Linked DNA regions of Mus musculus: all the other regions are linked to region 1. Evidence: chromatin contacts called from public HiChIP or PLAC-seq and promoter capture Hi-C data. All regions are on one chromosome and are shown on one strand. Each heading gives the region's core, a stretch centred on a gene start, on an enhancer-like site or on the middle of the called end of the contact. The rest is flanking DNA. Distances are from core to core; before and after follow the strand shown.

Region 1 (5,795 bases), core at 1,983-4,482:
GGTGTTGGAGCACTAAGGTCTTCCAGGCTTCCTCATGTTACTGGGATTTCTGTCTTTGCCAGTCAGTTGCCAGAAAGTGGTGGCATTCCTTCCCAGTATATCTGCCATCCCACAACTGCATCATCTGACCTTCGTAAGGACATAGTCCAGCCCACTTGATAAGGACGCCAGGCTCCAAGGGTTGATGCTTTTAACCCAAAGGACATGGGAAATGACTATTTAGCATGTGGGTCCTCTTCGGGAGACCAGAGAAGGAAGAACAGCAATTTAAGCCTTTACCTAAGTGCTTTATTTTCCACGACTAAACCACGGACGCTTATTCCAATCTTAGGTCCCTGAGGGGCCAGAGGTCTCACCATGCAAACAGACCCAAGACTTAAAGAAAGGCTGTTAGTGCCTGGATGGAGGGGCATATCTGCTTTCCATATTCCGGGCCCACCTTAGTGAAAAAACACAGACGTTTTTAGCCTGTGATGTCAGGGTTGAGTGATGGAATGTGGGAAATGAGGAGGCTCTGGAACGCTGCAGTAAGAATCCCATCTTTCCTGGACCTTGCTGGAGCCATGCTGCAGGATGGCACAGAGAACGGCTCAGAGCGTCAGCCCTCGCTCCTCGAACAGCTGCTTTAGTGCCTCTTCCAGTTGCTGGTTTGTCCCTTGAAGCCCTTTTACCACCTGGGCTGCCCACTCGAAGTACTCCTGGACTCGGTGTTCTGACCATCCTGCACCAGAGTGGACAGAAACCTGCTTGTGTGGTGTCAAGGGCAGCATCGGCTTTTGCCTGTTTCCTGGCAGGCTTTGGTACAAGGCCGTGAGTTGCGATGGCATGATCTGACAACTTCTCCATGACCCAGCAACTCTGTTCCCACCTTAGGGAAGAAGACTATTCTAGGAGGTTGTACTGGCTAATTTTGTGTCAACTTGACACAGCTGGAGTTATCACGGAGAAAGGAGCTTCTGTTGAGGAAATGCCTCCATGAGATCCAACTTGCTTCTTGGTCATGATGTTTGTGCAGGAATAGAAACCCTGACTAAGACAAATTGGTACCAGGAGTGGGGTATTCCTGTGACAATCTGACCATGTTTTGGGGAGGACTGTGGAAGGACTTTGGAACTTTGGGCTTGAAGATCCATCCGTTGTTAAGAGCTCTGTCGGATGTCATGTAGGAGCTTGGAAGATAATGTTGAGAACACTGCAGAAGATGGAGCTCTGGTTTGTGAAATTTCAGAGGGAAAATTAAAGACTCTTTTCAGGGCCATTGCTGTTTTGTTTGTGAAGATTCTGTAGTTCTGGTTAGCTGGGGCTGAAGAATCAGCTGTGATTAACAAGATACCAGAACTACCAAGCAAAAACTTTGCATTACTGGGACTATTGATGCTGGTTAGCTGGAGCTAAGAAATTAGCGGTGATTAAGAAGAGACCAGCATCATTGAGGTGACATCTTCTGGGAAGTGTTTTCTGAAAGCACAAAGAGGCAGTGTTCCAGAGATGGCCAAGGATGTACTCCTGCTGCAGTGGGACTTGGTAATATGTAAGGGTCACCCAGGTGGTACTGGTTTTGAAGGCATGAAGGGGTCACGCAAAGCAGCTGAGGTTCGGTACTGTGAGAGGCCATGGAAGGCCATTGGTGAAGGTGCAGCCTCAGTTGCAATTGAAGGCCCAGGACTGAAGGGGTCATGCAGTGTTTTGGAGATGCCAGTACCATGAGATGACCACCAAGAGCAGCAGCAGCAGTGGGGTACAGGCATCTGGAGCCTAGAGGACGATGCGTGTGCTACAAAGGGCCTGGCTGGAGAAGTTACCCAAGCCCTTGGAGGAGCCCAGAAGATCGTGAGTTGGATCCCAGACATTGGACGGTTGGAGATTGACTTTTGCTTTTGATTGTGACTGTGCCCTGATATTTTCCCTCTTGAAGGAAGAAACTGTTTTAGTGGAGCCCACAGTTAAGAGACTTTTAATTGTAAAAAGACTTTGGATTTTAAAAGAGATGGATATTTTAAAGAGATTGAAATTTTAAGAATATGTAAAGGCTGTGGGACTTTTAAAGTTATTTAGATCTTGGGGATGAATAAGATTGTAAGGGTTGAGGCTTACTAGTGATGTTTTTGTGTGTCAAGTTGACAAGGGGTCAATTGTACTGGCTAATTTTGTGTCAACTTGACACAGCTGGAGTTATCACGGAGAAAGGAGCTTCTGTTGAGGAAATGCCTCCATGAGATCCAACTTGCTTCTTGGTCATGATGTTTGTGCAGGAATAGAAACCCTGACTAAGACAGAGGTTTAGTCGGAGGTGTTACGACCACCCCTCCCCACTCTACCCCCCGACTTATTTCTGGGAATCTAACCAACCTGTATTTTCAGAAGCTGGCCATCCCCTCCCCCTCTCTCCTCAGAGCCAGTAGGAGAGCATACCTGTAGGGGTGCAGCGATTCAGGTCCCTCAGATTGTATAGCTTGTCTGCCAGCTTCACCAGTTTGGCCCCTGGGCTGCTGTGTGGTGCCTGCTCCACCTGTTGCCGCTTTCTTTCCAGTTTGGGCAGAGTCTTGTCATCTGTTACCTCCTCCACCAAGCGTCGAACCTGTGCTCCAAAGTGCAGCTCTACCTCATCCAGGGTAGTATCTGTGTCTTCTACTGTGTCATGGAGCAGGGCGGCCTGGGGATAGGTTACCATTCAGCCCAGTGACACTAACCTACTAGCCAAATAAATAGCACCCATTGTTCAACAGTACTCTGGTTTCCCGCACCAGCCTCCTGGCAGAGAAGGGTAGCCTTACCTGTAACACCACAATATCAGTGATTCCAGCCTCATGGGTTAGGATCCGGGCTACACCTGGCAGGGGCAAAGCAGAAGTCAGTCTAGAAGGAGCCAGATGTAGCACCTCACCAGCTGGATGACCTTGGAAAGTCCCTTACCCTCTTGGGATATCGACTGTACCAAGGGAGCACTCCTGCCTTCTACCCCAGGTGAGGCTTACACGCATAACGCATGAAAAGTGGTTGATACAACGCTTGGGACTCGAAGAAGGCGCTCAGTAATTTATATGCGCTTTGTGTTCCCGTCCCAGTTAGTCCCCACCCGCCACGGGCCGCGAGGGCTGCTTCCCAACTGGCGCGCCCACCGATGGGGTGATTAATGTAGGGAGTCCCTTCAGGATCTTTTCGTCGCTGCTGTCGGTGTTTGTGAGCGGCGAAGTCAGCAGCCTCCAGCAGCTGAGCTGCCTCCGAGCCCATTGCGCTGGTGGCGCGAGGGACTGAAGCTTCGGAGTCCGAACAAATCACCTATAGCGCCGCCTGGCGCTTCGGAGGCTCGGAGAACGGAACTATTTCTAACAAGCTGTAATTCATTCATCCCCCCTCCCCCAACGTGTGTGCGCGTGCGTGTGGATTATAGAGGCTATAAGTCTCCACCTTAGTTTTTGGAGACAAAGACTCTCCTTGAACCTGTAGCCCAGGTATTTAGCAAGACTAGCTACCGAACGAGTTTCAAGGAGTCTCCTGTCTCTGCCTCCACAGTACAACAGGCGTAGGTTGCCATCCCCAGCTTTTTTACCTGGCTATTGCAATAATCTGAAAGAATGCAAGTCCTTATTCTTGTGCAGCAAGCACTTTACCCACTGAACCATCATCCCATTCTCAACGGAGGTTCTTTAAAGACCGAGATCCTGGATATAGAAGTTTTCAACAATCACAGCGGCTGGTGCAGCGTTCTCCCCACCATGCCCCAGGACGTAGTAGAACTAACAGTCTTTGCAGAAAAGGGAGACAAAACCAAAAGTGATAGTTTCACAGAGTGCTGGGTACAGAGCTGGAAGGCACGGGTGGCCGTGGGATCGTGGGGGGAAAGCCCATTTTATCTAGCCTGGGAGGCAGAGACAGCGTCTTCCACGAGAAAAAGGCCATCTACAGCCTGGCACAACACCCAGACCGTTTTCAACGTGCTCCAAACATCGCTCTCCTCACAGGGTCAGTCTCTGTTATCTTGGGCATCTGAACCTAACATCTTGGCCCTAGAGATGCTAGGATTTGACCTGGAGAGTTGGATCTTGCTTAATTGCTTCAGATGTGGGCTCCTGGGACACAACACTGTTTCTACAGAAACCGTTTGCATTCATCTCTTGAATCATGAGGGAGCCTGCTTCAGTCCCCAGACCTCTGCTCTGGGCCCTTGAGGTAGTGAGTCTTGTCCCCGCGGTTTCAGGAGCATAGTGTTGCCTAGCTTGGGTAGGCACTGGAACAATCCTTCTCTCTTTACCGGCCATCGAGCTTTGGATCTTCTGGAGAAATCCCGTCTTGGCGTTGGCAGCTCTGAAGTATGAGGGATAAGCAAGACCTTGGCATCTCCCCAAAGGGTTCTGAGAAGTGGAGACAGCCAGCTGCTAAGTGTATTCCACCAGGCAGGTAGCTTTTGTGTCTGGGCTGGCAGCTGGGGAGATAAGGCTCAGGGGAAAGCCTAATGACTGGACTCTCTGACAGGCTTGGTGGTTGCCATGGCGCTGCAGTTACAGAGGGATGCCCCACAGGCTGAACAGAGGTCTCTGGGGTCTAAAATGGAATAATCCATATCCCCCAAGGTGTCCGTGCAGCCTAGAAATTGAGGAATGGGTAGATAGAAACACAGTTGGCTTCACACGCTCATTTCATTTCTTTCTTTCTTCTTTCCTTTCTTTCTTTCTTTCTTCCTTTTTGACAATGGCTCAACTTTTTCTCTCCTGGCATTCCTTTCCTCCCTTCTGCTTAGGAAATCATAGGCAGTTTAGAGCCAAAGGCCTCACATTTCCCAGCAGATGATAGGACCCAATCACTCTCATCTCTCCACAAGCTTATAATAGAGGAGTTTTCACCCCTGCAAATCTTGGGACTTTAATTTCAGCTTCCTTCTTGTCTGTAGCCAGGGCTTAGAACCCCTGTTGGATTCCTAGGACTACGACTGAGGTGGAGGCGACTTCTTATGGGCCTCCAGGGGAGAGGTCCAGGGCTCCTGCTGACAGGCCTGTGTGGGGGACTGCTTTTCAGTTGGATGAATCTTGCCCAGCCAACCGACCTCTCAGGTATAATACTTTCCCTATCCTCTGAGGGTGACTTGGGGTACGGGAGATCTGATGGTGAGGGGTGGAGAGAGCCTCCTCTTCTCTTCTCTTTGGGACTTGGACCCCATTTTGCACTTTGAGCAGGGTGAAGGGGATGTGGGTAACCTCCCTTCTCTATAGACGTCTTGCTTCTCTCCAGCCCTGGCTCACCACCCCCATTTGTGCCAGACTACACGGGATGCAGAAGGCGGCCACTACCCTGGTTTTTTCTGTCCGCGCCTCTCTGACACTCCCGAGGAAGCCTACTGTTGCCACCTGCAGGCTGCCGGGGGTTCCTGCTGTACCCTGGATGAATTTGAGGCCCTGTACCAAGTTAACTTGTCTTCGCTTCAGCCACCACCCATCCTCAGGTAAGAACTCTAGTCCCGGATTCGCAGAACACTGGCAGAGTGCTCCCGTGTCTTGGGCACTGTCCTTGAATTCTGCAGTGGGAGACTTGTAGCTTCCAGATTAGTGGAGAGGAAGTCACTAAATCATAATTACAACCAATGCTGTAAATGAAAACAAGTAACAGAAGCTGCTTTGTCTTAAGGGGTTTGGACGGTGTTAATAAAGAGGATTTGTTAATCTTGGACACATTGTAGTAGGAGGTTTAATTCTGAATCTGCCGCGTTTGTCTTCAAGGTACTTGCGAGCTCCCAGATTTGTATGCAAAATATGTGTATGCATCTGTATTTATCCCCTGCTCTCGTGGGACTCTGGGCTCTG
Region 2 (5,795 bases), core at 2,194-4,693, 490 kb after region 1:
GTGTAGAGCCTGTGTGTTACAGCTGTATCCACAGTGGCAGGCAATTAAATTCATCTTACCTCTCTGATGGACATTTAGGAAACTTCCAGCTATAAATAATGTTGCATAGAAAAACCTTCTCAGTTCCTCATCTCCCGTGTGCTCCGTAGAATACAATTCTGAAAGTGCTGGGTGGAAGGGAGATATGATTGTCATGATAAATATTGCCAAACCAAGCCATCTCTGGCTGCTCAGCTGGTTGCACATCCACCAGCAAGGCTGGAGGGACCTGCTTGCCTTCCTCCCCCTGCTCTGCCTCAGCCCCAGTCCACTTACCCACTCAAAAGCTTGGGGTTTTGTTGCTGTTGTTTTCTTTATTCAAGACAGGGTTTCTCTGTGTAGCCCTGGCTATCCTAGAACTTGCTCTGTAGATCAGGCTGGCCTCAAACTCAGAGTTCTGCTGGCCCCAGCCTTCCCAGCCAGCTTTATTGTTGTTGTTGCTGCTGATAGTGTTTACGTTAAAAATCTGTGAGCTACACAGATTTTTCAGTGTCGCTCAGGCTGACCTTGAAATAGAGATCCTCCTGCCTCAGCAAGGATTGCAGACAGGATACATCACTAGTTAGTAAGTAGCCCCCCTCCCTCATCCCTTGCTTCCCCTCAGACTCTCTGGGTTTTGAGCCCCTGTATGCTGGATAAGTATTTTACCACTGAACTGGGAGCAAAAACAACAACAAAAATCTTGTAGTTAAAATCTTTATTTACTTTATCAAGAGTTATCCAGTATCTTTCCAGGCCTATGCCTATGATCCCAGTACTTAGGAGGCAGAGGCAAGAGAATTATGAATTCGGGCCAGCCTTGGCTACATAGTGAGTTCCAGCTTGGCCATAGAAGCTGGCCAGCTTGGGCTATAGGAGACAATGTCTTAAAAAAACAAACAAAACGGGCTGGAGAGACAGCTCTGCGGTTAATGCTGACTGCTCTTCCAGGGGTCCTGGTCACCACGCCTGCTCTTTACATGGGAGCCGGGGATCTTATATTTGCACAGCAAGCACACTCACCCACTGAGTCATGTTCCTAGCTCATAATGCTGACATTTTAATGTTTTTACCCCCTTTCTTCTCACGTTATTTTGAAATTTTAATTCTTTATGTAGTCAAATGTATTGATTTTTCTTTAGAGGCCTCAGATTTGCTAAAACACTTAAACAGGCTCTCTTTCTTCTCAGGTTCCCCTTTTAAAAAATCCCCCTGTGGTTTCACTGAAATATGTATGTTTTGCTATATATGAAATATTACATACATTTACTTCAGTGGTAGAGATCCATTGAGCCCAGGGCCTTGAACATTCTCTATCCATTTAGCCATGCCCCAAGCCAAAACATGACGTGTTTTTAATGATGGTATGGTATGTCACCATATGAGAGGACTATAATTTATTTAGCCAAGCCCCTATTGCAGAATGCTTAAGCTATGTTTTCCTTTCCACTACTATGAATTATACAGCAGCAAGAAGCCTATACATACATTTTCAACTCCCTTAGGCTGAGTTCCCGAAAACCACCTTCATTCTCAACCCCACAGCTTCCTCAAAGAGCAGGCGCCCTTCTCCTACTGCAGGTTCCTCTCAATACACCCCCTGTCCAAGACTGAGGTGGGAGCGTGCCCAGAGTTCACTCTCTCTTGGCCTGCCTTAGCCCATCTTTGATTTGTCAGCCATGCCAGATATGACAGAGGAAGTAGGCAGGCGTGGGTCTTGAAGCAAAAGGAAATCTGAAATTGACTCTCAGAGCTCTCCGGGGCCCACTGACTCTTATTTTGCAGGCAACTCACAACTCTAGGAAAGCTGCAATCCAGCAGAACAGTTAGAATTGCCTCATGGCTTTGCCTAAAGGCACCCTGGCCCAGCCATCTGATCCCAAAAGAAGGGACAGTTTGAGAAGAAAACAAGGCTAGTCTGGGACAAGGTGTGACTCAGTAGGAGGGCAATCGCATAGCAACCCCCTGGCCATGAGGTAGGGCAAGAGTAGAGCTAAGCTGTCTAGCAATGGAGAGGATGGGAATGTAGAGAGGACATCATTTACGATGCCTCTAAACCGGAGTTCCTACAGGTAAGTAGAGGTATGGGGTTCGACAGCTCAGGGTCTCCCTTGGAACAGGGAGATCACCTTGAATTATATGGGTGCATCGCATGGGAGAAGCCAGTCAGTATCAGAATGACAAAGCCGAGAGTTGAAGCACCGGTCACTCCTCGCTCCAAAGGTGGCCTCAAGCCAAGGAATGTGGGTGCCTCTAGCCATCGGAAAAGACAAAGATGCTCTCTCTTAGAGCTTCCAGAAGGGAAGCTTCCCACGGACACCCCGAGTTTCAGTACAGTGAGTCTGATTTATAAACAGTATGAGAATAAGCATGTGTCTTTTAAAGTTTGTGTTATTATAGCAGCAATAGGAAACTAATAGAAATGGTACCCTGAATTGCCAATAAAAAAGATGCCCAGGGAGGGAGTGCCCTGGAACACACAGTATCTCGAAGCGGAATGGGGACAAGAAGCATAAACTCCTGGATGCAATCCTTTATTTGCTAGAGGCTTCTAATAACTTTGACTTCTTGAAGACAGCCTAGGTGTCAAGAGTTAGCCAGAGCTTGGCCTGGAGAGGCTGAAGTCAAGGTCAGTCTGGGCTACAGTGAGTTCAAGGTCAGCCTGGATGATTCAGTGAGCCCTTTCCTTTAAAAAGAAATAAAAGAAAAAAGAAAAGGGCTGAGGATGTAGCTCACGGCTGAGCACTTATCTAGTACGCATGAGGCACTGGACTTAAACCACAGTACTAGAAGAAAATAAGGGAGGGAGGGAGAGAGGGAGAGAGGGAGGAAGGGGAGAAAGAGAAAGGAAGAAAAAGTTAGAATTGGTGGATGATCCAGGCTCATGGAAAAAGTGTAGCAGTGAAGCAGGATTGTTGCTAGTTTGAGCTTGGCCTGGACTACATAATAAGTTCGGAGGAAGAGGAGGAGGAGGAGGAGGAGGAGGAGGAGGAGGAGGAGGAGGAGGAGGAGGAGGAGGAGGAGGAAGAAGAAGAAGAAGAAGAAGAAGAAGAAGAAGAAGAAGAAGAAGAAGAAGAAGAAGAAGAAGAAGAAGAAGGAAGAAGAAGAAGAAAAGATAATCAGATTAAGTTCTGTGGAAAGCCTCCAGAACTGTGGGGATTATCCTGTAAACTTTTGAGGCTGTGAGCCCCTCCCTCCAGCTGCAGATGTCTCCCAGATGTGGTGGGCGAGACACTGGGACAGCGGCGGCGCGAAGTGTGGGTGGGTGAGGGCGAGAGGTCTGGGTCTGGCGCGCTGGGGGCCAGGGGCCGCACCGTCGGGGGAGCGGCTGTTTGCGTGCAGGCGGGGAGGAGCGCGGGCGGAGCCGGGTGGGGGGGGGCGGGTGTAGTTCGGGCGGAGCGGTGGTGGGCTCGGGTTACTTCCCTTTAACCCGCCAGAGCAGGCGGGCGGAGGCGAGGCAGGAGCAGCTCGGAGAAGCGTGCAGTCCTAGGCAAGTGTGGGAAGGCAGCCATGGGCTGCGGAAGTTTGGGGACACCGGGTGTGGGGCTTGGCATCTGGGGTGCGGGAGCCAACTGAAGCTTCTGCCCCTACTCAGATGGGTAAACTGAGGTCCGGGAGCTGCCGAAGCTGTTGGAGTGAGTCCCCGAGGGTGCCAGCGGCTCTTGGCCTCCAGGTGTCTGCAGGGCTCCGAGGGAAGCTCCGGCCTTGGTGACAGAAGATGGCCAGGCCTGGAGAAAAAGGGGTGGCTGGAGCCCAGGAACGGTAGCTGGAGTCTGGTGGCCAGACTCAAGGGTTAGAGGGCGGGTGGTGAGGGACACATAGAGGACGGAGCCAGAGATGAGAGGATACAGAATGGCTGAAGTATAGAGGACTAGGGATGGCGCGAGTGGAACAGAAGGTGCACGCTGACCCCTGGAAGTCACGGAGCAAAGACACATGTTTCTGCTCTACAGTCCCAGTCGGGTTAGAGCGGCGGCCCTGGCCCTGTGCCCCAGCCTCTGTGAGGAGACGGGAACTAGACTTTATCCTAGACCCTCGGTTGCTGTGCTCGTCCCATGCATAGATAGGCATGCCTCCTGGATGCGCACCAGGATTCTGCTGCGGTGGCCTCCAGAGAGCAGAGCTGGTGGCAACCCAAGCTTTTTCAGCAGAGGGGTCTTTCCAAATAGACTACCTCCAATAAGGCAGGCTGCCTGCCCTGGAGAGTCTGGGCTTTGGTGACTTAAAACCCAATCCTGCTCTGAGGATACCAGTGACATGTGCTGTTGGGAGATTTCAGGGCACTTCTGTGACTGATGGATCTGAGGTCTAGGGATGTCAGGACCTTGGCCAGTTTATTTGTGAAAGTAGAACTTGGAGCAGGTGGCCTCCCACCTCTGTCAGCGTGGGTGGCTAGTAAGAAGGAGGTGGCCCGGCACCAAACAGGAAGACTGGCCACAATTCCCCATGGGGAAGGGAGCTTTTCCTACATGTGACAGGCCAGGTACAGGAACTAGGACTGTGGCTACGGTGGATTGTGGAATACCTGAGCAATGAGCTGTATAGCTTAGGTTGGCTTGGATCTCTAGGCAATCCTCCTGCCTCAGCCTCTGGATTTGATTATGGTACTCTCCCCCAACTCCACAGGATTTGAACCTAGGGTCACATGCATACCCTGCAGAGTTCCTGAGGGGGCCGCTGCAAGGTGCTCGCCCTTCAGCCCAGAATCCCAGCAGGCTGGTAGCCACTCACCTCAGGCTGAGGGATCCTATAGATTATACCTATGAGGGCAGGGCAAGGCCTCTGCAGAACTGTGTTTGTAGCAGTTTCTGCTGACCCCCGTCTTATGAGTATCACTTCTCAGAACAGTTCCCCATTCCTGATCATGGTCTGACTGAAGGGAATCTGTCCTTCTTGTGGCCTTTAAAGCCACTTCCATCAAAGAAAGTGTGGGACTGTATGACTAGTGCACTTCGCTTGCCCTACAAAGCCCCTCTGTCCCTGCCCCACAGGGACACTGCTCTGGCTCACAAAGGTCAACCTGCCATGGGTTTAATGTGGTTCCCACAGAATGGAGTGTCCAGAGCTCCCAAAGGAAGCACCCTGGGGATTGGCCCAGCCCAGCCCAATCCAGCTGTGACATGGGGATAGGCCATCAGCCAGGATGGTCCTGCTCTGGGGCCTGGTTTTAACCCTGGCTCTATACACTGCTACTTCAGAGTGGGAAGAGAGGCTACACACTATCCCCGAATTCCCTGCTGTGTAGTCTCACAGTGCTGACACCAGAACTCAGAGAGCTTTGGAGATAAACTGAGATGTGGTATGGAGCCCAGACTACCTAGTGTATGTGTGGTGTGCTTGCCTGTGTGTGCCTATGTTTGTGTGGTATGTTTGTGTTTGTTTGTGTGTGTGTTGTATGGTTGTGGGTATATGTGTGTATATAGTATGTTTGTGTATGATATGTGTACGTGTGTGTTGATGTGTGGCATGTATGTATATTTGTGGTGTGTGTTTGTATGTGGTGTGAGTATGTGTGTGTTTGTGTATGTGTCTGGTGTGTGTTTATGTATGATATATGTATGTGGTATGTGTATGTGTGTGTTTTTGTGTGCACGTATATATAAATATATTTGTGTGTGGTGTGTGTGTGCTTTGTTTGTGTGTTGTGAGTGTGTGGGGTGTGTATGTGTGTGGTGTGTTTGTGTGTGGTGTGTTTGTGTGTGTGTATGTGGTGTTTGTGGTGTGTATGTATGTGCTGTGTGGTATATGCTGTGTGGTATGTGTGTGTGGCATGTGTT
Region 3 (5,795 bases), core at 1,633-4,132, 400 kb before region 1:
AAGCTTGCCTCTCGTGGATAAGGCTGTGCGTCTCGTCCCCTACACCTCAAACAAAACCCAAAACCAGTCATGTACAGATTTAGGACAGCCATTAGTGGGTCAGAGGAAGAACATAGAAGCTGAACTTTAGTGGAGAAAACCATAACTCTTGCTTTACAATACTTTTATTAAGATATAGTTCACGGGGCTGGAGAGATGGCTCAGTGGTTAAGAACACTGGCTGCTCTTCCAGAGGTCCTGAGTACAATTCCCAGCAACCACATGGTGGCTCACAACCATCTGTAATGACATCTGACGCCCTCTTCTGGTGTGTATGAAGATAGCTACAGTGTACTCATTTTATACATAAAAATCAAAACAAAGATATAATTCTCATACCATGTAACTCACCATTTTAAAATGCATGTCAGTGGTTTCCAGTATAATGCTAGAATTGTGAAACACTCACAATCACTGTTAGGGTGTTACCATCCACAGAAGAAACCTGTACCTCTTAGGGGTCCCTCATTGCTCAGTCTCCCCCAGCCCCAGGCAACCATCAGTCTCCTGTTCTATGGGTTTTGAATTCAGAACACTTCATATGATGTATTGACCTTTGTGTTGGCTTCATTTAACTTTGTGCAAGTTGTAGCCTGTGAGTGGTGGCATTTGAAGCATTTCACTTGCTGTGGAAAGGAGAAAAGGCGTAAGGTGACTACAGGGAGCCTGGAGGAACATCCTGGCGCACACACTGCACTTCGGGTAGAATTGTCTTTTTTTAGGCATTTGTTAGCTTCCAAGTCCTACAAACCATCTAGGGAATAGCGTTAAAAATAGTTATTGAATTCTAAATTTAGCAAGCATAAAATTGTACTTTAAATTTAGTCTGTAGCTGGGTGTGGTGGCACATGCCTGAGCCCCAGCTCTGCCGAGGAGAAGCCACATCAGGAATTCATGCTCGCTCTCGGCTACACAGTTAGTTCAAGGCTAGCTTGGGCTCCATGAGACCCTGTCTCAAAAGTCAAAAACAATCAAAACCCCACATAAAGTATTTCATGTGCAGTTCTCTCGGTGCTGTCTTTGTGTCTGTGGTGATCCCGGGGCTGAGAGAAGTTTTCCAGAGAAGCCGAGTCTCCTGGGCCCTTATTTTGTTGTGCATCCTTTGTCACTGGCTCGACGTTACCCTGCCACCCTGTTGCAATACTCACTTCTCTCTCCCCTTTTCTTGTTAACTTTCCCACTAGAGCATCAGAACTGACCTGTCTTCAAGTTGACTTTCTCCCTCCTCGTACACAATCAAATCTGCTTGAGTTATTGTACTTTCTGTGTTTAAGAGTGTGGTTTCTCTCTGTTGATGCTCCTAGGTAATGTTGTCATACTTTAGTGCCTGCCGCAATCCCCACTAATTCTTTAACATATATAAAATAGCTGATCCGAGTCTTGGCCCACAAGTTCACCTTGAGGCACTTCAGTGGTAGCATCTGTCTGTCGTCTGGTGGGTTTGTATGTCTGTCCAGTCCCTGCATGCCTTATTTTTGTTGTTGCTGTGTGTTTTATTTGGCAACAAAACATTCTACTGATAATGTGTTAACTGCAGAAATCAGATTCCTGCCCTCATGCATCACTTATTTGGTGTTCTAGGGTTTTTGTTGAGATGGGGGCTTGCTTCAGTGAGATTGCAGGTGCACAGCTGTTCAAGGCGTTTCTGAATTCTGTGAACTGTCTTTGTCATGTACATGCAGGAAAATCTCCCTAATCAGCTTGTGATTTGCTAACAATTGGACAGGTGTCCTTGAATCCCTAGACCCTGTAAAGCCTCCCTGCCCTGCTGAGGGGCCTCCCTGCCCTGCTGAGGGGCCTCCCTGCCCTGCTGAGGGGCCTTTGTGCTTTCCGCTCAGTAGGCAGGCTGTTTACAGCTGTGCAGCTTTCTCTCCAGGCTTGGTCAGACACGGAGCTTAGAGCTTTCGATTTTATTGGAATATAATTTGCAGGCCATATGATACATCATTATAAAATTTGTGTCATTGCCTCCCCTATGTTCACAATCACTTATAGAAGAGTCTCTGCACCCCATCTGTACCAGGTGTGGCCCTCTCGGTTCCCATCCAGGTCAAGGGTCTCACAGCTCACACCTCTTCTCCAGATTTGCCTTCTCAGTGTTTTTGGTTAGTGGTGGTGGTGGTGGTGGTGAGACTGTACATTATCACCACAAGCATCAGTGATGCTAAACAGCTGGGGAAGGCCCTGGTCATCCAATGAGGATAAGGGATGGGGGGGGGGGGAAGCACTGGTGACCTCCCAGGGAGCACCAGATAGGTTGTGGGAAGATGGAACAGCACCGAGCTCACGTTCTTTCTCACTCAGTGGGAAATGCCTTTGTGTCAGCTCTTAACTGTTACAAACCTTCCTTCATCTTGTCAGCTTACAAAAGCTAATCCATGCTATTTTTAGCCAGGATTTTTAGTGAGAAGTTTCTTAGAAGTCCCGAGTCTGCCATTTCATTTCTTTCCTTACTTGAAGTTGGTGCCTTTGGAGCACTTTGTAAGAATGATCACCAGTCCCTGGGTAGGAGAGTCTTAATGCCCAAGGTGAGCATCACTTTACTATTATGTACATGCGTGACTTTTAAAACTCTCTTCCCATCTGTATACACATGCTTGTGTGTAAGCCACCAGGAACTAGTTAGAGCATATGCCAGACCAATTTCTCTTCATTCTCTTGCCTTTCATACCTTAGCTCCATTGTTTGGTCCTTATGTGTGAGGATTATGTGTGAAAGAAAGGTTAACCGTAGCTCTTTGTTTTACCCTGCATGGGGCAGTGGGGGATAGGACTGTGAATAGTCAGAACGCTTGCAGAGCGCTCTCTCCCTGCAGGGGAAGGCTCTCCCTTGGCCTCCCAGCTCTGCTGTTAGCTGATTCTTCTTGGAATGCATGTGAGATCAGCCTAGCAGTGAACCCGCAATGGCTGGATTCCAGCCCACGGAAGTGCCTTTGCTTTGGTCGTAGCGTTTGTGGGCAGTTTCTCTTGCAGACTAGGACCATCCGCCCTGTTGCCTCTGACTTCTCAGCTCTTGGAGTCACAGCCTGTGGCTGCCGCATTGTGGCTTCACCCTGCAGTTGATGTTAGCATTTACAGTACTTTGAGGACTCGGAATTGTGTGTGGCCATTCCCCATCTTCAGTATATGTAACATGAACACATGAGGAAAAATATTTGAAGGGAGACAAGAAACCAGCAAAGGGGGGGGGGATCAGGGAGGGTGGGGGTGAATAATAAAATGGTATATGCATCAGAATCCTATATTGAACCCTTACATGTTAGCTTAAGGAAAAATAAACTATAGCAAGAGTGAAACAAGCCAGTTCTGCTCCATCACCTCTGACACAGGAGCCCGCTCAGACTGTACAGCTTTTCTGGCTATCTCGTCACCATTTATTAGAATCCTGTGTGTGGACATGTGTGTTTAGTTTCCAGCAAATGATTTTAAAATGAAAGGCTTAAGCAGGGCATGGTGGCATACACTTTTAATCCCAACTTTTGGGAGGCAGAGGCAGAGGCAGGTGGATCTCTGTGAGTTTGAGGACAGCCGTGTCTACAGAGTGAGTTCCAGGACAGCCTGGGCTACACAGAGAAACCCTGTCTCAAAAAACAAAGCAAAACAAACAAAAAAGAACTCTTGCAGTAGCAGTAACTCCAGGTTTTAAATCTGAGAAGGAAAAGGATCCGGTTACATAAGACATAAGCGTTGGTTGTATTGGAGAATTTGAGCTGCCTCTGTGTGTGTTTCAAGGGCAAAGGAAGCTTTCTGGACCTTGTGTATTAATACACATACTCTGGCCTTTGTCATACGGTACAAGTCCCTGGGCCCCTTCCCAGTGTACCTGCTCCTGCGCCCTCCACGGCTGTCAGCTTCCTGAACAGTTTGAGTGGCCTTCATTCATTCATCCATTGCTTACATTGGAGCCATTTCCTGTTTAACTTTAGGGCAGGGTATTTGATGCCTGGCTCTTTTCATTCACTTAATCCACGGCTCATCTGTGGAGCTTTTTCTTCTGTAGCTGAGCCCCAGAAGGCCCTCATCACACATACCCTGATGTTCACCATGGCTTTCGTACTGTTTTGCTTTCAATCATATGTAGGAAACACAGGATGAGTCAGCTGTGTTATGGTTGGATGAAATTCAAGGTGGAATCTGGCAGTCCAACAAAGACACCCAAGAGGCCCAGAGGTGTAAGTATCCATGTGTCTGTTGTCTGGCTCACGTGTAGGTGGAGGGTGAGGTCAACAGGTGCTGGGCAGGGTAGCTGGCCAGTAGGTATGCTGGGTGAAGTCATGTGAACACAGACAGCCCCTAAATTGCTCCATTAATAACTCTCTTCCGAGACAGTTGCCTTAGGAATCTCTGCCATCAATGAAGCAGTAGACAGCGGTGATGTTGGCAGAACCCTGAGTGCCCTACGTTCTCCCGACGTTGGCTTATATGGAGTGATCCCCGAATGTGGGGAAACGTACCAGAGTGACCTTGCTGAAGCCAAGAAGAAGAGACTGGCAGCAGGTGGGTCATGGGGGGGTACATATGTCCATGAGCTAAGCCCTTGAGCATATCAGGAGACAGATGTAGGCCAAGATACGCAGTGTGGATAAACAGTATTTAGGCTCACTTTGCAGGAAATAGTCCTAAACTCTGAACGCTTGTAGATAGCTGCGTGAACTAGACCAGTTTTATTGAGAGCGTGGAAAGGATCCGAGATACTTGGCTGTTCGCATTTCCTAGGATGTCAGCAGCTCTGACTATCTGAGTCTGTGGACGGCTGACAGAAGTTCACAGCAGAGAAAATGTTGTAGCTCTCTCATTCCTGAACGGTAGTGCTGAAGGGTGCATGGCCCGTCTTTTCTGGACGGTGTTTTGACTGCAGGATTTAGACAGAGGAGTTGTAAGAATAGTATGATTGGTTCTGTGATGGACCCTCCTAGGCAATATGACATGCATGACATAGACCAGACATTACTCAGCCAAGGCCCAGGGGACACACGAGATGTTCCTTTACTGTTGGATCCAAGGAATAGGTTTTAGAAAGTGTGTAGGTTCTCAAAGCTGACCAGAGTAATCAGTGTGGGGGTGTGGCTCTGGGTTACTGTCTTTCCCCCTCTGTTTTCTGCCAACAACAGGAGATAATAACAGCAAGTGGGTGAAGCACTGGGTGAAAGGCGGGTACCATTACTACCACAACCTGGAGACGCAAGCAGGAGGATGGGCTGAGCCCCCAGACTTTGTGCAGAATTCTGTGCAGCTTTCTCGAGAGGAGATCCAGGTAGGCCACCTTTCTTCTCACAAGAAAGACCTGAGAGAAAGTGCCTCAGGGTTACTCTTGGTTCAGAGGAGAGATGCTTGTGGCTGGTAGTCCTGGACTCCAATGTAGACTGGGCAATGAGTAATTCTGAAGTAATCATGCTTTAGTGGTTTTGGAGGTGATGAAGTCTGAGATGGAAAACATGTCAGTTGTACAACTCAGTGAGTTTCACTCTGTGGTTCTTAAAAGTTGGGTGGCCCAGGGCTCTGCCTCCTGGCCTTTCATTGTTGGGGAAACATCAGGCCCAGAACAGAGCCAAGGAGTGCGGGCAGAGACGGGGCTCTAGCACAGTACTGTCATGTTAGGGAAAGTTTAATTCTGTCCTGGAGGAAGGCAAACCAAGAGACATTTTAAACAGGTGAGGAAAGAGGAAAGAATGTTTGGGACGGAGAGGGGAAAGTCACTGAGGGTGGAAAAGCCAGGACCTTGTGTGGAAAGATACACATGCGGCTGTCTGATGGGGG
Region 4 (5,795 bases), core at 2,341-4,840, 340 kb after region 1:
TCACCACCACCACCACCATCATCATCAATGAAAACAAAAAACTAAGGTGAGTCATGATCAAGGCAAACCCCAGGCATGGGCGTCTGTCTTTCACATACAGATACGCACTCGTGCAAATGTACCTATATGCGCCTGGCCTGTGCACACACCCACAGCAATGGTACCTACACTATACACACACATAAACACACACAGAGCTGGGCATGGTGACAAACATCGGTGATCCCAGCACAGGAGAGCTAGAGGCAGGAGGATCGTTTAGGATATATAGTGAGTTCAAGATCAACCTGGGCTACCTGAGATCCTGCTAAAAATTAAATGGATTAATGAACGGGAGCAGAGCATGCATTTTGCATGTGAGAAGCCCAAGGTTCGTTCTCCATAGCCCACCCTCCACAAAAAGCTAACTCCAGGCGTGACAACGCCATTAACATTGTAACGTGTCATGGAGGCACCAGGACAGGGACAGAGTGTTATATTGAATTATTTGGGGTTACCAGGCATGAGATCTACCTATACACTACTCAAGAGACTGGGGGGTGGGGTGAGGGTCCTTTGTGCTCACAGCCTGGGCTCTAGAATGAGAATCCATCTCCAAATGAAACGAAGATCTCCCTTTTCTCTCTTTTGGAGACAAGCTCTCATGTAGCCCTGTCTGCTTGAAAGTGCTGTGGAGTTGGGATGACCTTAAACTTCTGATTGTCCTACTTCTGCGCCCCGCTCTGTTCTGGGGTTACCTACCACATCTGATTTATTCAGCACGGGGAAATCAAAACTGGGGCTTCGCTCTTGCTAGGCATGCACTTCAGCATCTGAACCACATACACAGCACCCTTCCGTCTTCAGACAGCCTCTCAGCACGTGACTCTGGCTCCTCACAGCCTTTCCCTCAGCCTCCTGAGTGCTAGGATTACAAGGGTATGCACCCACTCCTGGCTTTCACCACCAAACCAACTGAAACAAATAGAAGTAAAACACATACAACACACACAGACACACAGACACACACACAAAGTTCGAGCTGGCAAGTTATGTGAAAAAAAATTAGTACCTCACATAATACAACAAGTAGATTCCATTCACAGTATATAAGCATATGACCTAACTATGGTCCTGTGGTGAATCAAAGAAAACAGCCAGAAGCGGTAGCTCATGCTTTTAATCCCAGCACTCGGGAGGCAGAGGCAGGTGAATCTCTGTGAGTTAAGGGCCAGCCTGGTCTACAGAGTTCCAGGATAGCCAGGGCTACCCAGAGGAAAAAAAACCCTATCTCAAACAACCAAAAAAAGAAAGAAAGAAAGAAAGAAACAAAGAAAGAAAGAGAGAGAGAAAGAGAGAGAGGAAGGAAGGAAGAAAGGAGAGAGAGAGAGAGAGAGAGAAAGAAAGAAAGAACGAAAGGAAGGAAGGAAGGAAGAAGGAAAAGAGAAAATTTTCAGATACCCAGTGAAGCAATAGCTTTTGAAGTTTAGAGTTTATAGAAATCAAAGGGAAAGAGGGTATTACTGGTAAATCAGTCAAGCTTGACAATTTTAAGAAAATTGTTTTCAATACATAATTGTAAATGTGTGTGTGTGTGCTGTATGCATGATTGTGTGTATGTGTGTGAGTGTGTGTGTGTGTGTGTGTGTGTGTGTGCGCGCGCGTGTGCGTGTGTATATGGTGCCCAAAGATGATGCCAGAAGAGGGAATTGATCTTCTCTGGAACTGATGTTATGACTGTGAGCCACCTGATATGAGTGCGAGGCACCACACTTGGGCCTTTTACAAGAGCAGCAAGCGCTCTCTACAGCTGAGCCAGCTCTTTGACCTCAAACAACATATATTTAAACAACATATAAAGCATGACAAAGCACTCTGGAGGCCGTGGGGGGAGAGGTCAAGGTTGACTTGGGGCTTCTGGAGGCTGGTATAAAAGGAAAGGAAGACAGTATTCTCATCCAAAATACAAATATAACAGGCACGGCGGCACACACCTGTCATCCTAGCACTAGGAAGACAAAGGCAGAAGGGCCAGGAGTGTAAGACCAGACTTGGCTATTTGATATCTTACCTCAAAACTCTAAAAAGAGGGAGGAGGAGGAAAGAGGATGAAGTGGAAGAATAAGAGGAGGAGGCAGGAGTGGTCATGTGGGTGTGGTAAGGTAGGCGTGTAACCTCAGGGCTTGGTGTGTAGAGGCCAGAGGACCAGGACTTACAGGCCAGATCCAATTACAGATGAATTTGGGGCCACCCTGAGCTACATGAAACTCTCTCAAAAGCCCAGAAGAAAAAGTTCCAAGACAAGCAGAAAGGCAGACTACCTTAATTTTTTATTATTATTATTATATCTAAGTACACTGTAGCTGTCTTCAGATGCACCAGAAGAGGGAATGAGATCTCATTACAGATGGTTGTGAGCCACCATGTGGTTGCTGGGATTTGAACTCAGGACTTTTGGAGGAGCAGTCAGTGCTCTTAACCACTGAGCCATCTCTCCAGCCCTTAAATATTTCTAAAACTATTTTTTATTAGATGCAGGTTAGCATACATACATATATATATATATGTGTATATATATGTGTGTGTGTGTATATATATATGTATATATATACACACACATATATATCATGTAATATATAATATATGAATTTAAAAAAAAGACAGGTTACTCAAGAGAAAATTCTAGAAAATGTCTCACGCCAGGTCATTTAGACCATCCCCAGAACATGCAGAGGCTGGCAGATCTCTGTGAGATCGAGGTCCAGCCTGGTCTACAAATCAAATTCCAGGACAGTCAGGACCATTACATTTAAAAAACCTAGCTCAATACCTCCCACCCCAGCCCCCAATAAAAAAAATAAAACAAAATGAAGAGAAGTTTGCGTGAACACAAGGTCAGGAGAAGCTGTAGCTGTTTGCTGTCCTTCCCCCATCTCATCTGGGCGGTAGCACCCACCATACCTGAGAAATTCTCCCAGACCAGAGGGGAGAGGCAAGGGGGCAGTGGCAGAGGGAGTCCCCTGCCCACATCCTTCTAAGTAGAGAAGCCGCCAGGGCTGTGGCTGTTCCTCCTGTAGCCTGTCCCTCACTTCCCTGGCCTTCCTGTAACAGGGGTGCACTGGGGAACCGCAGGCAAAACTCGGAGTTCACTGTCCAGCACCCCCAGACAGGTGTCACCTCCAGGAAAAGATTGACCTTGTGGCCTCCTTGATATCCAGAAGGCATGAAGGGAAGATGAGCCTTGGGATTTACTTACTTAGGTATTCATTCATTCATTCATTCATTCATTCATCTTGTGTCTGTCAAACTGGCCTTAAACTACTGACCATCAGCTTCTGGAGTGCTGGGATCACAGGTGTGCACCACAAAGCCTGGCTGACAAATGGGGTTTTAAGAAATGTGCGTGCGTGTGTGTGTGTGTGTGTGTGTGTGTGTGTGTGTGTGTGTGTGTGAAGTACCAAAGGGTGTGTGAGGAAAACCTGGAGTTGATTTTCTCTTTCCACCACGTGAGTTCCAGAGCATTTAAACGATGTTGTCAGGCTTGGCAGCAAACACCTTTACCTGCCGAGCCGCCCGCCGAGCCACCGAGCCAGCCTGACAGGTCGGCTTGCAGTGGGTGGAAGCCCTGGAGACTGGCACCTTCTCTTAGGCTGCACAGATCCCTACTGTTTGCTCACACAGAGCAAACCGACCGCAGAAGGAGGCTCAGCTCTCCATTTCCAGTCAACCAGGATTTAAACCCCAGATCCATGGGAATCGTGGAACCTCTTGAAGTCTGTTTCTCTTTCTAAAGGTCTGTTAAGAGCAGGATCCCTCGAGAGCTGCTATATTTAAGGCTTAGGTACCACACAGGTCTTGCTACTGGAGGAGAACTGCCATTCTCCAGCGTCTGCCTCAGCAGTGGCTAAGGACTCATGAGATTTGAATTGTGTGGCTCGTGGCTGCCGGCCCACCTCACCTGGATACTCTCCTGATGAATCGCTTGTGTAAAACAGTTCCCAGCCCCTGCCAGCTTCTGCGCCAAGCCTGCCTCACACTGGCCTTCATTCAATAGTCCCAGTGACCATGCGGAACCACCTGAAAGCCTGCCCCCCCCCCCCCCCCCCCCGTCTCCATGCTCTTTAGCATCCAGGACTAATTCTTGTTTCCCCTTTGAAGCTGTAGCCCGAGTAAGACCCCCTCTGCTTCTCAGCCAGGGCCAGCCCCCGTCTCCTTCCTCCCTTTAACAGACTGGAACTATTTTAAGTACGGGCTCAGAAGTCAGACTATCCATCCATCTCTCTTTTCTTTACTTATTTTTGGTGGTTTCAAGCAGTCCAGGCTGGCCTTGAACTTCTGATCTTTCTGCCTTCAGCCCCCAAGTGCTGGGATGACACTTGTGTGCCACCCTGACCTGTTTCTGTGGTAGTGGAAACTGTACATGCTAGGCAAATGTCCTACCAACTAAGCCACTACCCCAGCCCTAGACTCAAGCTTTTGAAAATATTCTCGGGGCTGGTGAGATGGCTCAGTGGGTAAGAGCACCCGACTGCTCTTCCAGAGGTCCGGAGTTCAAATCCCAGCAACCACATGGTGGCTCACAACCATCTGTAAGGAGATCTGACTCCCTCTTCTGGAGTGTCTGAAGACAGCTACAGTGTACTTACATGTAATAAATAAATAAATCTTTAAAAAAAAAAAAAAAAAGAAAATATTCTCTCTGGGTTCAGTGTCTGCTATGGAAACACGAGGTTCAGCTTCAGATCCCCAGCACCCCGTGTTAGTGCTGGCTGGACAAGGTGGTGCTGGCCCATCCCTTTAGGACTGGGGTAGGGGTGGAGATAAATATCAAGAGTTACTTAAACCTGTTAGCTCTGGCATCAGCAAGAGACTCTGTTTAAAAAAAAAGGTGGAGAGCGATAGGAGAAGATACCCTAAGTCAGTCTATAGCCTACACAGGAGCACATGCAGCTGAGAGTGTGTGCACACACAGACACACACACAGAGACACACACACACACACAAACATCCTCTCACACCAGTGGTGTTTTGACTAAATGTAAGTGTAAATAACTTCTTTCTAGATCAAAGCTCACCCCCACTTTCTGTTTTCTTTTTTTTTTTTATTTCATTCTTTTAAAGATTTATTTATTTCATGTATGTGAGTATACTGTTGCTGTTACTGTCTTCAGACACACACCAAAAGAGGGAATTGGATCCCATTACTGATGGTTGTGAGCCGCCATATGGTTCCTGGGAATTAAACTCGGGACCTCTCTGGAAGAGCAGTCAATGTTCTTTTTTTTGTTTTGTTTTTCGAGACAGGGTTTCTCTGTATAGCCCTGGCTGTCCTGGAACTCACTTTGTAGACCAGGCTAGCCTTGAACTCAGAAATCCACCTGCCTCTGCCTCCCGAGTGCTGGGATTAAAGGCATGTGCCACCACGCCCGGCTGCAGTCAATGTTCTTAATCACGGAGCCATCTCTCCAGCCCCTCTTTTTGTTTGTTTGTTGGTTGGTTGGTTGGTTTATTTATATTTTATGTGCATTGGTGTTTTGCCTGCTTGTATGTCTAGGGGAGGGTGTCAGATCTTGGAGTTACAGATCGCTGTGAGCTGCTTTGGGAGTGCTGGGAATTGAACTCGGTCTTCCTGGAGAGCAGTCAGTGTTCTTAACCACTGAGCTCTCTCTCCAGCCCCTCTTTTTCTTTTTTAAAACACTGCGAATCTAGATAGGGCCTTGAATATGATAAGCGAGTGACCTACTATTAAACTAATACCCCTATTATCACCCCCCTTTGATTGGGTTTTGATTTGGGGGGGTCTTTTTTGGCAGGGG
Region 5 (5,795 bases), core at 1,341-3,840, 310 kb before region 1:
CTCCTCCTTGCTCTGTAACTCAGACAGACTGGGAGCTCTCAGCCTTCCAGCCTTAGGCTTGCCCCAGCAGGTCCAGCTCACACTTCCCATTTTTGAGGGGAGTAGGAGGATCCTAGGAATTGAACCCAGGACTTTATAAGTGCTGGCAAATACACTGCCACTAAGCTAGACTTCCAGAGATTCTAGTTTGTTTATTCTTTGTCTATGTGTCTGTGTGTGCGCACATGTGTGTTTGTAGATATTGGAAGCCACAGGGTATGTGTGGAGGTCAGAGAACAGCTTTCAAGGAGAGTTGGTTCCCTGCTTTCACCATCTGGGTTCTGAGGGTGTCATCGTGTTTTTAACACATGTATTTTTTATTATTGTGTGTGATGTGTGGATGTGTGTGCGTGCGTGCCCGATCCCCACCTAGCGTGTGTTAGTGTATGTTAGAGTTTCTTCTTCTTTCATGGGCTCCAGGGCTGACCTCAGTCTTGGGCAGCAAACACTTAATGCACTGAGTCACCTCACCAGCCCTGGTGTAATTTCCGAGTGCAGAGGGAAACACTTCCCCACAGTGTTAGCCAGGAGGGGCTCATTTGATTGAGACAGCCTACTATCTCGTCCCAACTAGCCTGAAACTCTCAACATAGACCAGGCTGGCCTTGAGCTTGTACTGATTCTCCTGCCTCTGCCTCCTGGATTCCAGGACTCCTGCACCTGCTGGTCTCAGGTTGGCTCTGGTACTGCGGGTTGAACCCACTTCCCTAAGCTACACTCCAGTCTCTAGGCAGGAGTCCGGTGGTGCTCGGAGGACAGAAGTGTTGAGTGTCTGAGCTCTGTCTGTGTGCTCTGCCACTTCATTCTCCTGCTGGAGTGCAGGTTGGCATCTTCATCCCCATTATACTGATGCTTTCACAGTGACATACCAAAGGTCGCACAGTGGCAAGTGACGGTGTCATGACTCTGACCCAGTTTATCTTTCCCAGGCCTTTGCTCTTATTTAGCAAATAAAATAGAATACCCAGAATCAATCATGTGTTTTATTCTTTTCCAGTCTGTATAATTGCTTTACCTTTTTTTTTTTTCCCCTCCTGGACCCTTCAGCTAGTCACGGTGGCGTCACTTTTGCTTGGCTCTTCTCTTAGATTATGTGTTGGTTTTTCATTCCCTCGGCCACCTGAGCAATCTTTTTATTAATCTAAGCCTACCTTCACCCCTCAGCCAACTTTCCCTCCCTCCCTCAGCTTCTAAGGAAGTGTGTCTCTGTGGCGGTCCCACGCTCGTGCACTGAGCATTTCACGCTGGAACCTGGTCAGGAAAGGCCAGAGCTAGCAGTCTGCTCCCTGAAGTGGTCTCTCCACTGGGAGGGGGCAGCCAGGCCAGGGGTATGAGCTACCCAGCAAGAGCAGACATGGCCACTCTGAGCATGGTCTTCCCTCCCCTGAAGTGTCCATGCCCGAACTTATCTCTTCAGTATCTCACCGACATCTTGGCATTCATGAAGTTGCTCAACAGATACATTGGACCAGTCTGTGCCTGTTTAGCTTCTGAGTAGTTTTTGACAGTTGTTTAAAGTTAATTAATCAGGGTAGTCATCTAAAAGTTTTAATACATGCAGTTATTATATGATAATTAAAAAGAAAAAAAAATAAGAGCTTAGAAAAGCTCCAGAGTTAAATGTAACTTAAAACAGAGTGGCGAGCCTGCTAAACAAAGGGCCTGGGAGCGCTTGTGTAGCCTTGACTGGGTTCTGGCAGCAGCAGCGGCCCTCTTTGTCACAGTCCTCTGTCCATTTTGATTACTTGCCCTTGAGGAATAACAAAATTGTAGCGGCAGAGCAGACTGCACTCTTTCAGTACATAGGTGGAAAACTGGAAGCGAGAGAGATCTAGCCGTCAGCCGCAGCTGCTGTTGTCTAGCCGCAGTTGTGCAGCCCAGTCTGAAGCTTTGCAGCCCGGTGCAATTTGCCACGGTATTTGCCTTTGTTTCTCAAGTAGAGAGGAAATTCACTTCTTTCTTCTTTTCTCTTTTTCATTTTTCTTTTTATGTTTTGTGCCTTTGAGACAGTACCTTGCTGTGTAGCTTTGGCTAGTCTGGAACTCACTATGTAGACCAGGCTGGTCTTGAACTCACAGTGATCCTCCTGCCTCTGTTTCTCTGACAGGTGAGCTTCATAATACCTGACTTCCTTCCCTTCTTTCAATCAGGTTTCTACCAGGAATAGTTTGTGCTTCTGCTACATCTGTCTCTACCAATACTGGGCGCATAGAAACGACCACGTAGCATACACGGTGGCTAGGGCTTTGCATATGTTATTTATTTCTTCCAGGAACCCCAGAGTAGGTGCTATTACTGTCCCCAGCTAATGTATGTGGGCAAAGATGGAGGCTAACAAGGCTCAAGGACCTTCCTAGCCCACAGAGCTGTGTACCGGCAGATTAAAGCCAGGCTCTTTTGTTCTAGAGTTTATGCTTGTAACCATAGAGGTCCTGGCAATGGCTTTTCTTCTTTTGTTGGTTTTCTGAAACAGAACTATTTTCTCTGAATGCAGAAGTTGAAACCTGTTAAGGAAATTCAACCAGAGTATTTCTTGAAGAAAAAAAAGGAAACCGTTTCCTGCTTTCTTCATTTGTTAACCCCATGACATCATTGGGGCCGAGGCACTCTGGTCTCCCAGCTTCACACCGAGGAATGAAGTGGACATAATGCCTCAGGAGCTCCAGGAGCTGTGAGGGGCGACACTTGGCACTCTCTGACTGTTTGGTACCCTTTGTTTGATTTTTCTCTGCCTACATTTGGTTCTTGACACTTATAGAACTGTGCATCCAAGTCACGGAGAAAAGGCAAACGAGCCCCTGCCAGGACTGCAGCTTCCCAGCTGTGCTGGGCAAGGGCTCCCCTCGCTGTGCCCCTAGCTGGGCAAGGGCTCCCCTCGCTGTGTCCCTAGCTGGGCAAGGGCTCCCCTTCGCTGTGCCCCTAGTCTCATGATCTTTGGATTCAGCAACCTCTGGCACTTTGAGTTTGTTGTGTTTTCCCATAGGTAGACCATCAGGACGTAGGAAACTAAAGCCATGTAGACATTTGGAAGTGTTTGTTGTCACTGTAATCAGTGAAATGTTGCACCTCCGGTGGGGTGGCAGTTAGGAGTTCCAGAGCCCGGGCCAGACCCTGCCTCTTCTCTTCCTGAGCTTTGCAGCACATGGAGTGCTTGAGCCTCAGTTTCCTCATCTGTTTATTGGGGTAGTACTAGTCCCTCTTCACAGAGTTGCTGTGGGGATTAAATAAGACATTTGTGAAACATTAGCATTGTGTCATGTGCACTCTAAGTGCCAGTTCAGGCTAATTATTATTAGGCTAACAGTTCAGACTTTTTAACCCATTCAGTTAGGAAACAATTTGAGTTAACTCTTTGTTGTTGGTGAGAATACTGAAATTTGTGCCTAGTATAAAGACATTGAAATTTGGTACATGTCTTTTAAAAGCAGTTTAAGATCATGTTTCTCATTAATATAGAGAATATTAAGATTTCAGCTGGGCCGTAGTGGTGCACGCCTTTAATCCCAGCACTTGAGAGGCAGAGGCAGGCTGATTTCTGAGTTTGAAGCCAGCCTGGTCTACATAGAGAGTTCTAGGACATCCAGGACTACACAGAGAAACTGTACCATGAAAAACCAAAACAAAAGATTTCTTCGATTGATTATATAAAGGGAGACTATCATAAGAGAGTAAACCATTATACTCTTATGGAGGGGTTCTCTGTAAACATGAGTAGAGAAGTGGAACAGGCCATGTGGGATCTCCTGTGCTTGTGTGTGCAGCAGGAATGAATGCCCAGGCCCTCTGCATGCTAGACAGATGCTGCACTCCAGCTCTTGATCTCACACTCTGGGCTGCAAGCATATGCAAGGAAACTTGTAATAGTTTCTTAAGTAATACGTATATTATGCTACTGTCCTAATGACACCAAGTAATGACTACTCTAGCTAACCCAGAAGGCTATAATTTAAATCATTATTTTTTAAGTTGTTATTAGGCTAGAGATAGTAGGACATAGCTGTTATTTCAGCTTTTGGGAGACTGAGACAGGAGAATTGTGGCAAGGTTGAGACCAGCCTTGACTACATAGTGAGTTCTAGGCCAGCCAGGGCTATGTAGTGAAACTCTGCTTTAAGCAAGCAAGCAAGTAAACAAACAACTGGGAAGGTTAAGAAACAAGCCAAGTAGGCATGTTTTAAACCCAGAACTTTGGAGGCAGAGACAAAACAATCAGAAGTTCAAGACTGTCCTTGGCTACATGGCAGATCTGAGGCTAGTCCGGACTCCATAAGACCCTGTCTGATAAAACAAACCAAAAAAAAGAAGTGATTTGAAGAAGAACTCAAACTGTGGTTATCATTCTAGCACACCCACCTGAGGTCTCAGCAACACGGTCATTACTGAGGGCAGCATTAGCATCTCCAGCGGTGAGCAAGGCAGCATGTCTACTCTGCATGTACACTGCTCAAAAATAAAACAAAAGTTTTGGTGCAGCAAAGCACTCCCGAACCAGAATGGCCCTGTCACATGCCCAGCTTCGGGGACACTAAGAAAGAACACAGGGAACAAAACCACTGGACACAGCAGCAGCTGTATCTGGATGGAAAGAGCATCATCTGCCTCCCTGTCCTGTGTCCCTAACCTATGTGTAATGTGCTCATGCCACCTGGTAGTTTTGTTCAGTTCATTGTAATTCAGCACTTGGGAGGCTGAGGCAGGAGGATTGTTAAAGTTTGAGGCCTGCCTGGGCAACAAAGTAAACCCTTTCTCAAACACAACAAGCTGTGGAAATGAGAAACCTTCACATATTTTTTGAATACAGTTTATGGTCTAGACACCCTGCTTGATGCTAGAGATATGGTCATGACCCAGACGTGCCAGGTCATTGCTAGGTGGAACTTTAGCCCAGTGGGACAGGAAGATGATCTTACAATTTTTAATACTATGTGATAAACCTGCAATTGAGGAATGCAGAGCTGGAACACCTCAGAGTGCTGCCTAATCCAGACTGCAGCCAAGGAAGCCTTCCTGGAGGAGGAGGAGGAGGAGGAGGTGTTGTACTGTGACCCACAAGAAGTTGGAGCAGAATGTTCTATCGAGAAAAGCTGTGTTTGGCAAATAAATCCAGGAGGTAGAAGAAAGCACGTGCTGTCTGAGCAGCCGAATGTTTGCTAAGTCTGAACCTGCCATCCCTGTGAGGAGGGTCGGGAAGAGCCTAGAGTGAGAAGCAGAACACAGACTTTATTCTTGTCTTCAGGATGTCAAGTCTGTCTTAGGACAGTGCAGGACGACTTTAAGAATGTCTACTTGCAAGCCGGGTGTGGTGGCGCACGCCTTTAATCCAGCACTCGGGAGGCAGAGGTAGGCGGATTTCTGAGTTCGAGGACAGCCAAGGCTACACAAAGAAACCCTGTCTCAAAAAAAAAAACAAAAAAACAAAAAACAAAAAAACAAAAAAACCAACCACAACAAAAAACCAAACCAACCAAACAAACAAGAATGTGTACTTGCTCTCTGCTCGTTTGTTGGCTCCTCCACTTTGTTTAAATACAAAGATAATCTATACTTAAATATAAACAGGACAGCCCGGCCTACATACTGAGACCCTGTCTCAAAGCAAACAGACAGAAAAACAAATAAGAAACCCCAAAAAAGCAAAAGCACCCCAAACTCTCAAATAATATTGAAGCATTGTAAAATGGAAAGCAGAAGCCCGTTCTCTCACTCACTTCATACCCAACTCCAGTCCCCAGCAGGGCTCCTACTGCCAAGTACTG

The links. Promoter capture Hi-C pulls out the DNA fragments that hold promoters and counts their contacts. HiChIP or PLAC-seq counts read pairs in DNA pulled down with a chosen protein or histone mark. Capture Hi-C pulls out chosen DNA fragments and counts their contacts.
Region 2: a contact with region 1 is called in a promoter capture Hi-C map of pancreatic islet. The contact joins the promoter of Anpep here to the promoter of Hddc3 in region 1. A contact is called at or near these places in 3 of 39 promoter capture datasets (embryonic stem cells, liver and pre-B cells) and 1 of 9 other capture datasets (pancreatic islet).
Region 3: an SRF HiChIP or PLAC-seq map of embryonic stem cells shows a contact between it and region 1, with 8 times the contacts expected there. The contact joins the enhancer-like site here to the promoter of Hddc3 in region 1. A contact is called at or near these places in 8 of 39 promoter capture datasets (the HPC-7 cell line, HPC-7-derived erythroid cells, embryonic stem cells and 4 more), 5 of 115 datasets of contacts at active chromatin or transcription factors (embryonic stem cells, large pre-B cells, pancreatic cancer cells and 1 more) and 2 of 9 other capture datasets (adipose tissue and liver).
Region 4: a promoter capture Hi-C map of embryonic stem cells shows a contact between it and region 1, with 3 times the contacts expected there. The contact joins the enhancer-like site here to the promoter of Hddc3 in region 1. A contact is called at or near these places in 5 of 39 promoter capture datasets (the C10 cell line, embryonic stem cells, hematopoietic stem and progenitor cells and 2 more), 1 of 15 datasets of contacts at CTCF or cohesin (large pre-B cells), 2 of 115 datasets of contacts at active chromatin or transcription factors (embryonic stem cells and large pre-B cells) and 1 of 9 other capture datasets (liver).
Region 5: a promoter capture Hi-C map of hematopoietic stem and progenitor cells shows a contact between it and region 1. The contact joins the enhancer-like site here to the promoter of Hddc3 in region 1. A contact is called at or near these places in 13 of 39 promoter capture datasets (the 3T3-L1 cell line, 3T3-L1-derived adipocytes, the C10 cell line and 7 more), 2 of 484 Hi-C or Micro-C datasets (bone marrow-derived macrophages and liver), 5 of 115 datasets of contacts at active chromatin or transcription factors (bone marrow-derived macrophages, embryonic hindbrain, embryonic stem cells and 1 more) and 2 of 9 other capture datasets (adipose tissue and pancreatic islet).

What each region holds. Positions count from the first base shown.
Region 1 is chr7:80,340,574-80,346,368 of GRCm38.p6, reverse strand. Hddc3 (HD domain containing 3) reads right to left here and starts at 3,232. Exons shown (of 4, transcript NM_026812.2): 1 at 3,120-3,232; 2 at 2,775-2,830; 3 at 2,413-2,653; 4 at 272-721. The coding sequence starts at 3,231. The coding sequence ends at 591. It also overlaps a transcript of Unc45a not described here.
Region 2 is chr7:79,845,858-79,851,652 of GRCm38.p6, reverse strand. It overlaps Anpep (alanyl (membrane) aminopeptidase), which reads left to right and starts at 3,443. Exons shown (of 21, transcript NM_008486.3): 1 at 3,443-3,508.
Region 3 is chr7:80,742,533-80,748,327 of GRCm38.p6, reverse strand. Iqgap1 (IQ motif containing GTPase activating protein 1) reads left to right here. Exons shown (of 38, transcript NM_016721.2): 16 at 4,120-4,210; 17 at 4,368-4,535; 18 at 5,150-5,292. Among named protein-coding and RNA genes, the nearest start is that of Crtc3, 57 kb to the right of the region's middle. Within about 2 kb of position 2,882, at least 68 of the 459 cell types and tissues checked have an H3K27ac peak or open chromatin away from gene starts, as enhancers often do. A contact at or near this core is called in embryonic stem cells and stem cell-derived neural progenitor cells, where this site is marked.
Region 4 is chr7:80,003,151-80,008,945 of GRCm38.p6, reverse strand. No RefSeq gene overlaps it. Among named protein-coding and RNA genes, the nearest start is that of Zfp710, 20 kb to the left of the region's middle. Within about 2 kb of position 3,590, at least 17 of the 459 cell types and tissues checked have an H3K27ac peak or open chromatin away from gene starts, as enhancers often do.
Region 5 is chr7:80,649,301-80,655,095 of GRCm38.p6, reverse strand. All of the region lies in intron 2 of Crtc3 (CREB regulated transcription coactivator 3), which reads left to right. Gm51450 (a long non-coding RNA gene) reads right to left here. Exons shown (of 3, transcript XR_003946653.1): 2 at 4,393-4,479; 3 at 1-3,250. Among named protein-coding and RNA genes, the nearest start is that of Gm51450, 4.3 kb to the right of the region's middle. Within about 2 kb of position 2,590, at least 63 of the 459 cell types and tissues checked have an H3K27ac peak or open chromatin away from gene starts, as enhancers often do. A contact at or near this core is called in the HPC-7 cell line, bone marrow-derived macrophages, hematopoietic stem and progenitor cells and 2 more, where this site is marked.